Regions from separate parts of the Rattus norvegicus genome. Here region 1 is linked to region 2. The links are chromatin contacts, called in public Hi-C maps. All regions are on one chromosome and are shown on one strand. Each heading gives the region's core, a stretch centred on a gene start, on an enhancer-like site or on the middle of the called end of the contact. The rest is flanking DNA. Distances are from core to core; before and after follow the strand shown. Region 1 overlaps Sec31b (SEC31 homolog B, COPII coat complex component). Region 2 overlaps Scd3 (stearoyl-coenzyme A desaturase 3).

Evidence for each region. Hi-C and Micro-C count contacts between places; a contact is called where the count stands out from the background.
Region 1: a Hi-C map of the A7r5 cell line shows a contact between it and region 2, with 4 times the contacts expected there. The contact joins two enhancer-like sites. A contact is called at or near these places in 4 of 12 Hi-C or Micro-C datasets (the A7r5 cell line, Schwann cells, frontal cortex and 1 more).

The regions. Positions count from the first base shown.
Region 1 is chr1:253,340,977-253,347,553 of GRCr8, forward strand. It overlaps Sec31b (SEC31 homolog B, COPII coat complex component), which reads right to left. Exons shown (of 26, transcript NM_001135713.1): 4 at 5,847-6,042; 5 at 5,553-5,648; 6 at 4,513-4,656; 7 at 4,063-4,205; 8 at 2,421-2,520; 9 at 2,132-2,296; 10 at 1,518-1,652. Among named protein-coding and RNA genes, the nearest start is that of Sec31b, 9.5 kb to the right of the region's middle. Within about 2 kb of position 4,500, at least 3 of the 93 cell types and tissues checked have an H3K27ac peak or open chromatin away from gene starts, as enhancers often do. A contact at or near this core is called in the A7r5 cell line, where this site is marked.
Region 2 is chr1:253,055,713-253,061,829 of GRCr8, forward strand. It overlaps Scd3 (stearoyl-coenzyme A desaturase 3), which reads left to right. Exons shown (of 6, transcript XM_008760487.4): 5 at 2,232-2,464; 6 at 5,470-6,117. The coding sequence ends at 5,669. Among named protein-coding and RNA genes, the nearest start is that of Scd-ps1, 10 kb to the right of the region's middle. Within about 2 kb of position 2,834, at least 38 of the 93 cell types and tissues checked have an H3K27ac peak or open chromatin away from gene starts, as enhancers often do. A contact at or near this core is called in the A7r5 cell line, where this site is marked.

The DNA of each region.
Region 1 (6,577 bases), core at 3,250-5,749, 290 kb after region 2:
ATCAAGCACATGGCACAAAATCAGGTCCAGGAATTCCTTCTCTGACCATTCTCAGTGCGGCCACACAGTACGAGTCCTGGAGAGCTCTCCAGTCCAGCAGGCCACACCCCAGACAATAATACCAGAAGCTGGATGAGGGGAGCATCAGTCATTTCAAAACCCTCAAGTTAGTCCAATGTGTTACCAGGATTGGCACACTGCTCTAGTCCCTAACTAGTCTATATTTCCCTTCATAAACCCCACTCCCTGAGTGAATTTTCCAGTCATGATCATATCACTTACAGAACAAATGTTAGAGTGCAGCTTTGTGATCAACAAAACCACTTAAATTATTAACATTTGTCAGCGTTTAAAGCATGCTGTGCTGGCCCTCCTACTGCTGTCTTACAGATAAGATACTCAAGTCCTGAGGGGGTAAATGACTTCTTCAGAGTCACCTCACTAACAGCAGAGCTATGACGAGAATGCTTCACTTCAGTGCTCATGCTAAGCAAGCCCTCTCTTGAGCTACATCTGCAGTGCTACTTTACAAAGTAAAGTAGCAAACATCTCCTGTTACTTTACAAAGGCATTCCTTCATGAGCATGCTAGTCGTTTCTTTATAATAAAACCACCAACCCTAAATGTGAGAACGTCTCCTCTTATACATCCTTTTCCTAATCAAATTCAGTGGCTAAAGCATTGTGTTAGGCACTTCAGGACCTTCTTACTCCTCAAAGCATTGGTCCTCAGATTAGCAGCAATGATAGCATCTGGAAACTTGCTGGGAAATTGGACATCAGAGCCACTGAACCAGAACCTGGTATTAGTAAGATCCTCAGGTGACCTTTATTCACACTAGAGTTTGAAAAGCTCTCTTCTGGGGTTATAAAAATCAACAAGGCAGAACCTTGCCTTACAGAATCTATTACGAGGGTCTCCAGACACATATGATACATTGTATTTGATATATGTCATATAAAATGGAATGCGGAACTACAGGAATATGAATCTCAGTAGAATGGAGCTGATGTTAACTGGGATAAGGCTGGAGGAAGAAGTGGTATTTAAGGAGGAGGTCTTCAAAGCCCACCGGGATTCAGTGGAAATGGGAGAGGCTGATGGATAAGAGACAAAGAGAGGTGAGGAGTTGTTCATGGAGTAGAAATGAAATGAAGCACATGTAACTGGAATACAAGGGACTTCTAAGATTGAGATGGGAAAAGTCTCTGGGAAGATAAATGGAGCTGAGTAGGTTTAGCCTTAGGTCTATTCAGCAAGGGAAGCCCTTTGAGTAGACGGAGGGCGGGATAAAATCTATGTTTTTCTTTCCTTCCCGTATTCCATGCCACCAGGCCAGACATCTAAGAGTTACAGCAACCTCGGGAAGAATCTCAGGCTCTTTATCATAAGCAGGAGGTCTAAAGCAGGTTGCAGAATGGTGACAGAATGAAGGGGGAAGCTAAGTTATGCATCGTGCCTTGCGGGGTGCGTGATAGGCCCTGCACACAAACACAGCACACACTGCCAGCACTTACAGCGAATGAAACGCCTGCCGGCCTTCTCATCCACTTGGGAGGCTTCTTCAAGGGAGGAATTAGTGATGCTTGGGCCACCTGCTCAGGCACCTGCAGTGGTGGGAGAGGCTGGCCTTGGCTAAAGGAAGAGGAAATCTAGAGGGAAAGGTCACCTGTGTCACCAGTATGGAGAGGTATCTCAGCAAGGAACTCTGCCTACAAACTCAATTTTGAGATGAATCCTTGTGAGGCCCAATTGACCCGGGAGGGGCAGACTCCCACAGTCTAGGACTGAGACTGGAAGTGGGTGGGAGACTCAGGTATCTGACCCTCTTGGACAGCACTATTTAAAGTCTGCATGGGAGGGTGGCACAAGGTAGATACTCAGCAGAGAGGGAGCTAGGTCAGGACATACTATGAGATAACAGACCCAAAGCAGAGTTCAGCATGAATAACAAGAGGTCAGAGGTTTCCTCCAAGGGAGTCAGGAACTAATACAAGTTACGGTCCTCTAAAACCCACAGCCTGGCCTCCCTCTCTTCAAGAGCTCTCATTTTTTCCCAAGCTATGTGACCTCTCATCCCTAAAACACAGAAAGCTCCTCCCTCCAGCACTCTCTACCAAGCCCTTCAAACCTTGTCAGCCTGCCTCATGTGCTGCTGGGCTTCCCAGCTCCTACCCATCACAGAGTACAAACTGATCCAGCCATCGAAGGAGACAGCAGAGAACGCAGGAGGGTTCCGAGGGCACCACTGAACGTCAAAGCACCAGCTGCTCTGTGTGGGTAGCTTGTAGACCACCTGCCGCAAGAGAGCACAGCATGAGGAAACACTGACGTAGATAACTCTGGAACGCGTAGCTGGGATCCTCTCTCCCCCATCATCAGATCTCCAGTACAGTATGCTCATAGCAGGACTAGCCTACCTCACTGCTTGACAGATTCCAGCAAAAAATCTGGTTGTCTTTGGCACTGCTAAGCAGCAGTTCAGCATCAGCCTGGCTCCAGGACACCGACAAGATGCCCCTAAAATTGGAAATAAAGAGGAACCAGTGTTTGTGGAATGCCAGCCCGAGTGGGCACCTTGCATGTCTTAGATTCGGCTCCCCTCCACAAAACGGATGATCTAACTTAATTTCTCAATGAAGAAAGCAAAGCTTTGAAAAGTGAGTATGTGTTAAGACGGTGGCCTAGAAAGGTCCACAACACAGCACTATGCACTGCACCACCCTGCCGACTTGAGCAATGAGAGTAGAATCGTGAATTAGAAGGAATCATACAAACGTCCATTTCTGGGTTGCTTTTCGCCCCCTAGTAAAGACCTAACTCTCAGAAGTCCTGAAGGAGGGGCTGGGGAGACACTTGAGTTGGTGAAGTGCTTCCCCTCCAGGCCTGAGGACTTGAGATGGATCCCTAGCACCATGTTAACAAGCTCGGCAAGGCAGTACACGTAATTCCGGGGTCAGAATCATGAGGATCTCTGGGCTTGAGTGGCTAAGCAACCATCCCTAGTTGGAGAGACTCAGTGATGACTGTCTCAATAAACATGTAGACATCTCCTAAGGAACAACACGCACACGCACACACACACACACACACACACACACACACACGCTCACACACACACACACTCTCACACTCACATGCACACACATACACACACGGGTCGGGGGTGGGGAAAGAGAGAGAGAGAGACCTACATTATGGATCTGCTTCCTTTATTGTGGGCCCAAGACCTACGGCTTCAGGGACAGGGCTTTCTGAAGAGATAGGAGCCAAGTTGCTTTTATTAAGAGTTCTGGGGGCTGGAGAGATGGCTCAGTGGTTAAGAGCACTGACTGCTTTTCCAGAGGTCTTGAGTTCAATTCCCAGCAACCACACATGGTGGTGCACAACCATCTGTAATGGAATCTGGTGCCCTCTTCTGATCCGCAGGGCATACATGCAGACAGAATACTGTATACATAATAGATAGATAGATAGATAGATAGATAGATAGATAGATAGATAGATAGATAGATAGATCTTTAAAAAAAAAAGAGTTCTGGCAGGAGGCTCCCCACTCAGAGAAATGAACACTGTTCTTAGAGCAGAATCTAGGACCCTCCCAGTGACAGGACAGGTATGATAGTGAGAGGTCTGTGGGTCTCTGAACCAAGGCTTTGAAGGAGATGCTGGGACCCTGACCTCTTCCTACTTCTCTTTTTCTCCCTGGCCGTGTGCTGAGTGACTTTTCTCCCTATACATTCCTGCCATAATTTGCTGTCACATCAAAGTCCCCAAAGTGAGGACAGTAATCAATCATGAACAGAGAACAAAGCTTCCTCTAGAAGTTAATTTCCTCAGGTAGTTATCGTAGTGATAGAAACTAACCCAAGGGTCAACTGGCTCAAAGGTTTCTCATGGCCCTTCGCTGGAAGCTGTACGGAATCCCAGCTCTTCCCCGTAAGCCCAGGCTCCGAAGGAATGCCTCCCAGTTAGACATACAGCTGTGTTCTCTGCGACGTCTTTGAAGCCATGGAAGATGTTAGTGGCTAAAATGAGCCCCATTTGAACAGGGTTTGCTACCTGCTGTGGCTCTCCAACACCTTCAGGGGTGAGGAAGCGAAGCGCAGGTCCCACAGCTGAATCACTGGGAGCCGGTCATCTTCTGAGCACAGCACTAACTGTGTGGCTATGTCTGGGTTCCAGGCCAGGCCTGAGCAGTTCATCTGTGAACAGAGAAGATCCCTCCCCGTTGGTGATATAACCTAAGCTCTAAGACTATGAACTGATTCTGCCCAGTTGGAATGAGACTACTGAGGGTACCGTGTGTCTCCTTAGTAATAAGTGAGAACCATGAACAAACAAGGAACGCGACCAGAATCCAGGTCAGCTTCTCAAGTACTCACTGTTAATGAGAACTCTGTTATGGGGCCGAATCCACACTTGAGAATGGATCCCATCCTGAACAAGAGTAGCTCCCGCTGTCTGACGTGAGGGAAGCCAGAATACAGGCCCGTGTTGGCCACTACTCACCCTGCTGCTGTGGTCGCTGACTTTGATGATGGGCTCGTTCTTCCTGAGATCCCACACAACTGCCTTGCCACTGGGGTGAGCAGAAGACAGAATGTGCTGGACTTGGCGGTTCCAAGACAATGCTTTAATGTCTTCCGGGGGGTTCTGAGACAAGATGGTGAAAGAGACAGCCTGCCATCCCCTGAATTAAGTGACAGGTACCATTTTGCTCCTCCCAACGGCCCACAGGAAGTTGAAAGGAGGCAAGAGGTTCCTCCCACTAATGGCCTCCAGACTTGGGACTACATTTTCCAAGAAGGATGCTTAAGTTACTGGGGCAGAAGTGGGGAGGGGGGAAACAGCTAAAGTCAAAGTTCTCTTGAAAGTAGAGAGTCCCGGTTGAAAAGTAACGCCCCCTCAGGACAGAGAAGGGGAGGAGGAGAAATCTGAGAGAGGAAACCAACCCGATGTGAGGAGAACCTGAGAAAATGAGGCAGAGAAAACACCTGACTTCCAGGGTATCAAGTGCCAGTCATCCCACATTTACTTCATGATAAAGTACGAGACAGAGAAAAGCAAAGAGATAATCCAAGCTACAGATTGGCGAAGGAGGCAAAACCAGAGATAAGGCTGCCCCTCCCACCCCCAACAAGGTGGTGGTATGTCCTGGGTTATGTTCTTGCTCCTCCTCTGCCGAGTACAGGGCCGAGCCAGCCCTCTCCCCACAACTATGACAAACATCACTCCTTGCCTGTCTTGGTGTTTTCTGACTGCCCTGCCCTTCACTTCCTTCCAGGAATTCTTTGACCAGCAAACGACCACCATGAACCAACTGCTCTGCGTGCCCCCTCTTGACTCAGGTGGCTAATAGTGTGTCCGTCTGTGGAGTTTTATTGCCCTCCAGTGGTAAAGCTTGAAATCTCTGCTACTCTGCTAGTCTGCTGGCTCCAGATTTCAAAACTTTACCTGGGGAAACCTGGCTCTACACCCTAAGAGGCAGCCCCAGGTCAGAGGGAGGAGGGCAGGTAGCCCCGAGTCAGAGGGTGGAGGGGGCCCCTCACCTGTGACTTGGATCCAGGTGTCATTGGAACAGTCAGGTGGTTCAAATCCCAAATGAAGATTTCAGAATCACTGGCTCCTGAGGCCAGGAGGTTGCCCTGTGTGAAAAAAAGATATTTTTAAAGACCCCTCCCCTACTCCCACTTCAGAAAGAGAAGGAGGGGAACTGCCTTTGGGAGACGCAGAGCCTCTCCCATTACAGTTCGGAGCAGCAGCCTGAAGATCACAAGAGAGTGCTTCCATTCAGGCATCCGTTGTCATGCCTTAGCCTTGTCTGATCAACTAAGACACAGTACCTGGAAAGGATTAAAGTCCAAGGCTCTGACAGCTCCTGTGTGCTTCTGTTTCTGGGCAATCAAGGGTTCCTTCCCCGGAGAAAGGATGTGGGTCACATTGTATAGGGTAAGCATGCCACTGTCTCCTCCACCAGCAATAACCCCAGTGTTCTCCAGAAGCCCACTGCTGGAGCTTCCCCAGATTAGCTTGTGAAACCTACAAAGGAAAAGATTCTGTATCAGCACCAACTTAGGTATAGACATCTTTGCCAACCTCTCCTTTCATGTGGGCTTTCCCAGCCTAAGCCTGTGTCTGCTTGTCTGTTTTCTTCTCTCTCCAGACCCAGAAGGAAGTCTCCTCTGCAGTTTTGTCCTTTCTTTAGAAAAAAAAAAAAACTTTGTCTATGTTAAACTAAAATCCGGAAAGCCACTGTCTGGGTTATATGGGAGTGGTTTGTTTTTTAATCTTAAAGTTAAAATCGAGCTACATAGAGACTGATAACTACTGCAAATAGACTACATCGCATAGTCCTCATTGCTCAAATAGTCACGTAGTACACCCTGGCCAGCATGGTGGCTCCTGCCTGTGATCCCAGTAATTGGGAATTAGAGGCAGGAAGATGAGGAATTCAGGATCATGTACTTAAGCAAGTTCAAGGCCAGCTTGGGCTACATGAAACCTAATCTCAAAAAAAAATCAATTTCATCTATTGACAACTTATCACATAATAGACACTATTTTATGGGCTTTA
Region 2 (6,117 bases), core at 1,584-4,083:
GATCTCATTTCTCTTACGACTTAGAAAAGCTGAATGAGGGCTGGAGAGATGGCTCAGTGGTTAAGAGCACTGGCTGCTCTTCCAGAGGTCCTGAGTTCAAATCCCAGCAACCACATGGTGGCTCACAACCATCTGTAGTGAGATCTGGTGCCCTCTTCTGGTGTGTCTGAAAACAGATATAGTATACTCATGTATAATAAATAGATAGATAAGTAGATATTTAACAAAAAAAGAAAAAAGAAAAGCTGAATGAATTTCCAAGTTTATCTGCCCAATAGCATCATTTCAGCCAAATTCACCTGTAAATCCCAGCACAGGAGAGACACATGCAGATGACTTCTGTGAAGTCCAGGCCAGCCAGAGCTACACAGTGATACTCTGGGGACTGAAGAGCTCACAGTTAAAAGCACTTCCTATTCTTCCAAAGGACACTAGTTCAGATCCCAGTATCCATGTTGGGTGGCTTACTCCCACAACTCCCACAACTCCAGCTCCAAAGGATCACACACTCTGTTCTGGCCTTCAGGGGCACAGGAACACGTGGGCCATTTACGCCCACAGACATACACGGATACACATCAATAAAAAATAATTTTTAAAATGTTTTTTAAAAAGCACATTGGCTAGGTTGTGGCGGCACACATATCTTTAGCCCCAGGGTTTGAAAGGCAAAGGCAGGTGGATCTCTGTGGGTTTGAAGCCAGCCTGGTCTACATAGTGAGATCCAGGACAGCCTGGATTTATATAGTAAGATGCTGCTTCACCAAAAAAAAAAAAAAAAAAAAAAAAAAAAAAAAAAAAAAAAAAAACCCAAGAGCAAACAGATCATTTTAAACCCTAGTTATTGTTTGGATGTCCAAAGTCATGGAGTGTTGCTCTGTTCCTCTCTCTCTCTGAACTGATTTCATTAAACCAGCTAAACGTAGCAAATATTCACTGACCAAGGATATTCATAGACACAATGAACTCAACTTAGTCCTTACTTTCTGGGAGATTTTAGCATATCCCGGAGAAACCATGAAAGAAAGCAAACTGCTGTCTATACTGTGAGAGGCAGAAAGGGTCAGAGGTCACTTAGGGAGAACAAGACAGGCTAATTAAAGCGCAGCCTCAGAAACAATAGAAAAGATTGTGTACAGACCCAAAAGAGGAAAGTGAGTTAAAGCTTTATGCAGGATCTAGAAAGAGTCTGTTTCCTTGACCCACAAAAGATATGACAGGGAAAAAGGTAACACAGACTGATGTCATCAGCAGTGCCTTAGTCACCGATAGGATCAAGGTGATTGACAATGAGGAGTTTATTTCTCCAACAATGGGTGGTTCAAAAACAGAGCTGTGCTCTCAAGAGGCCACCGTCAGGTCAGGCGAAGAAGACATGGCGCCAGAGAGGTGAGGGAAGGACACAGCCAGGAGAGAGGATTCACTTTAGGAAAGGAGCACAAGAAGGAGAAAGCTGAATGCAGGTCCTGCCAGTGACTGGAAAGTTTAAGACATTACTGCTAAGGAGACACGAAACCATTCTCTCAGGAATCAGGATCTGTTCTATGCAGAAATGAGATTGGGGGCTGGAGGGATGGCTCAGTGGTTAGGAGCACTGACTGCTCTTCCAGAGGTCCTGAGTTCAAATCCCAGCAACCACATGGTGGCTCACAGCCATCTGTAATGGGATCTGATGCCCTCTCCTGTTGTGTCTGAAGACATCAACAGTGTACTCATATACATAAATTAAATAAATCTTTAAGAAAGGAAGGAAGGAAGGAAGGAAGGAAGGAAGGGAGAGAGGGAGGGAAATTGGGATAAAGCCTCCAGAAGGACAGAACCTGCTGGTGGTCAGGCCCGACAGAGGAAGCTAGAAGGAAATGGAAAAATATAAAAAACCCATTATATTCTCATAGAAAAAACGGAGCTCAAGGGCAGGTGTCAAACAGCGCCTCAGCACAGACTGGGTGAGAATGGGGTTTGGTCTTGATTTGTTGAGTAAGGTACCACACCCTTCTGTGAGTAAGAATGGTGGAGCCCTTGCTCTATTAAATGGTGGGGTTATTTTAGGAAAATCTCTGCCTCACGCAGACTTTTCATGAAAATGATGGCACTCTGTACTGAGAAGGTTTTTCACCCCATCCCTGCACTCACAGTGTAAGAGGAAGTCAGCAGCCCCTCCCAGTGACAATAGCCAATCCAGATTAGGATGAGAGTTCTCTTGGGACTCAGCATGTGATCTCTCCACGTAGGTACTACAAGCCCGGCATCCTGCTCTTGTGCTTCATCCTGCCCACGCTGGTGCCCTGGTATTTCTGGGGTGAAACTTTTCTACACAGTTTTTATGTTGCCACCTTACTGAGATATGCCGTAGTGCTCAACGTCACCTGGCTGGTGAACAGTGCCGCCCACCTCTATGGATATCGCCCCTACGACAAGAACATTGATCCCCGGGAGAATGCCCTGGTTTCCTTGGGGACTCTGGGTAAGTTAGACAGCAGTCTATGGTATTTTAACGTTCAGTGGTCTCCTTATTCCGTGCGCTTCGAGGAAGACCCGAGTCATCTGTTCTTAAAGGCACTTAGTGTCTCATGTCTTCCATTGTAAAACTCGGGATTGCAACCTTGGGGGAAACATGAGAGTCAAGCAACACATTTTATGTAAGAGGGGAAAGGATAAAAAAAAAAAAAGTCCTGCCTTTGATTGGAAGTTAAAAAACAAAACAAAACAAAAGCCTTCCAAATGAGCGTTTCTCAAGTCATCTCTGATTCATTTCTCCGGGCTGGGCCATTGCTGCTTGGATTCATACACAGAACAGTAGGCTCACGGAGAACACAATAACCTAGTCATGCCATGCGAAGGAAAGGAAAAACAAGCATGGCTTTGTTCAGTGGACTTAAAAGTGAGCCATTCTCATACTGGCTCCTCTCCCTGGTGTGGTTTTATGAACTTGCACCCCCATCCAAGATTCAGGGACCACCACTGCCACCGCCGCAGTCGCCGCCACCGCCAGCACCACCGCCAGCACCACCGCCAGCACCACCGCCAGGCATGCACTTCCGGTTCACCAAGGTTTAAGTAAATCAACTTCTGACAGAGATGTATTCTGTGAAGGAAGCTACCATGCACTCTCCCAGCTCCAGCCTTGTGGTGACTATGCTGTCCTAGGTAGTGGCCAGCATCGTGCTCTGTCCCTGTTGACATTCCTGACATTCCCTCTCTGCCCCTTCTCTCTCCTCTCTGACTTCATCCGCCGCTCTCCTGTTTCCTGCCATTCTAATCTTCTGGTGTTGTCTTCTTCCTTTTCCTCTCCCTTCAGTTTCTCTCTCTCTCCTCCGATCTCTCTTCCCTTTTGCCTTCAACCCATTCTTCCTGAAGAAATCACAGCCTTTGTGCAAGTACTCGGTCACTGAACGCCATCCTCGAGCCCTGTCTGGTTTTCTATATTGTGAGACAGGAGCTCACTAAGTAGTCTAGGCTGGCCCTGCACTTACTCTGTGGCTCAGGGTGACCTTGAACTTCTACCAATAAGCTGCTTGTCTGGTTCTTTTATCTTTACCTTAGAAATACAGTTCTTCTAATTTGTGCTGGTGAGACCCCTCCTGGGTCAGCCTCCAAAGAGCTGGGAATACAGGCAAATACCACTTAAAAGTGGACAAATCCAGATGGCAGTGTAAAGGAGTTTGCCTGTTTTGTTATAGCTCATTATATATTTTTTAAATGTTTTTTGTCTGTTCCATAAAATTTGGAACTTTTACTTGCTGGTGTTATCTAATCTACATTCCCGAATATTTTTGTCTGTATACAAAGAAATTGTAAAAGGAAGTTAGGATTTTATCCTTTTTTCGGGAGAGGGGTGAGACAGGGTTTCTCTGTTTATCCCTGGCTGTCCTGGAACTCACTCTGTAGAACAGGCTGGCCTTGAACTTGACCGCCTCTGCCTCCCAAGCGCCAGGATTAAAGGTATGAGCCACCAATACCTGGCGATTTTTATTCTTCTTGAAGTCACAGTTTATATTTTTTCAATATTCAAATAAATAGTGTTACAAAGATAGCACGTTTTCATCCAAATACATAAAAAATTTCAGGAAAATATTTTGACTATCGATTTATTAAGGAATCTTTATTAGTATTCACGTGTGTGTCTCTGTGTGTGTGTGTGTGTGTGTGTGTGTGTGTGTGTGTTAGTCAGGGTTCTCTAGAATAAAAGAACTTAGAATATGAATATATATTATCTATATGTAATATATAATATATGTTAGAATGACTTAGAAGCTGTGTTCCAGCTTGTATGACAATGGCTGCCTATGAACAGAAGAGCCAAGAACCCAGTAGTCGCTCAGTCTAGAGGATGGAGGTCTCAGTTGCTCTTCCTTCTAGCTGGAGTCCTAAAGCAGCCGGTGAAGAGATAGACTTGCTAGGGCGGGTAAGAAGGAGCAGGTAGAGTGAGGAGTTTCCTTCCTTCCTTCCTTATGTCCTTATCTAGACTTCCAGCAGAGGTGTGGCCCAGGCTAGAGGTGTGTCTTCCCACCTCAAAGATCTGGACCAGAAGTGCACCTTCCAGTGTGAAATGACTTGAGGAAAAACTCCCTCGCTGGTGTGTGCAGTCATTTCAGACTTTCGGTTAATTCCAGATAGTCTCAATTTGACAGAAGAACCTTCACGGTGTGTGTGATTGTATGGCTACGCAGACTGATGTGAGGGGGCTGGTACATGCCACAGAGGACAACTTTTTAGTCAGTTCTAACCTTCCACTTTTATGTGGGTTCTTTGTATCGAACCTGATTCGCCGGACTGGCTCCAACAGTTTGAATATCTTGCAAAATGTTTATGTAAATATTGTGTTAAATATTCAGGTGTGTTTACTGTACAAGTAATTGTCGCTCAAAAAAATCAGAAATTTCAGAAAAAAAATATCAGATGAAGCAAGAAATCTTTATTAAAGGGGTTCTATTTTATCAGCATCCCCCTGCACCACCCTCCCGCACCAGGGAGAAACTCTGAGAAGCAGCAGCAAAGGCAGCCACTGTGAGGCCCAGTGGCTGAAGGAAGTCCCACCTTGGCTAGGTCCGGGTTCCTCTGATTTTGCCTTTTCTGTGGCAGCTGCCTCCACTGATGGTACTCCCACAAAGTACCATGAGGAAGGTGGCCTGATCTACTAATGGATATTTCCTCCTGGTTACATGCACACACTCAGGAGTCTACAGTATCGCAGAGCATACCGATGTAAAATATATCTCCCCAGAATAATCAAGCTTCTTATCCTGTTAGCCTTGGAAGCAAATTTCCTTCCAACATGCTTTCAAATGGTAAGGACCACCTGAGCCTCTCAGCTCACTGTTTCAGAGTGGAAGGCAGTGATTGGGTCAGCCATTCCCTCACCTGCAGTCCTGACTCTCCAAAGTCTGGGGAGCCCTCTGGGTAAGAGGTGTGCAGAGGAGGAAGTCACAATCGCTGAGCCCCTAACTCCTCTCCTTGCTTCTGTTGCAGGCGAGGGCTTCCACAACTACCATCACGCCTTCCCCTACGACTACTCTGCCAGTGAGTACCCCTGGCACATCAACTTCACCACGTTCTTCATCGACTGCATGGCTTTCCTAGGCCTGGCTTACGACCGGAAGAGGGTGTCCAAGGCCACTGTCTTAGCCAGGATTAAGAGAACTGGAGATGGGAGCCACAAGAGTGGCTGAGTTTGAAATCATTCTCTTCTGAAAGCCAGCTGGATGGGGGGTTGACAATGTTTAAATACTGAAAAGAAGCAGCCATGTTGTACAAAGTCCCATTTCAATACAGTATCCTAGTATATTCAATCTTAAAAGGCAGAAACTTTCTCTTATGTTCCTAAGCAGTTCTTCTGTTCTTAGTCTTGTATTCCAGGGATCATTTGGTTGCCTGATCCTTCTTATTATCTTACTGCTTTTCTAGGAGAGCTGAGCAATAGGACGGAACAGAACTTTGAAAAACACAGCAAATGTTTTAAATTAAAGGACCTGACCAATAGCACTCTTTCCTTGGTCTCTCTTGAGCCTCAAGGTAGCTGTCCAGCTAAAGCTCTGACCAGGGCTTCCTGGGTGTTCTCTGTTAACTCCCATCAGGCCACAGAAAAGACACACACACACACACACACACACACACACA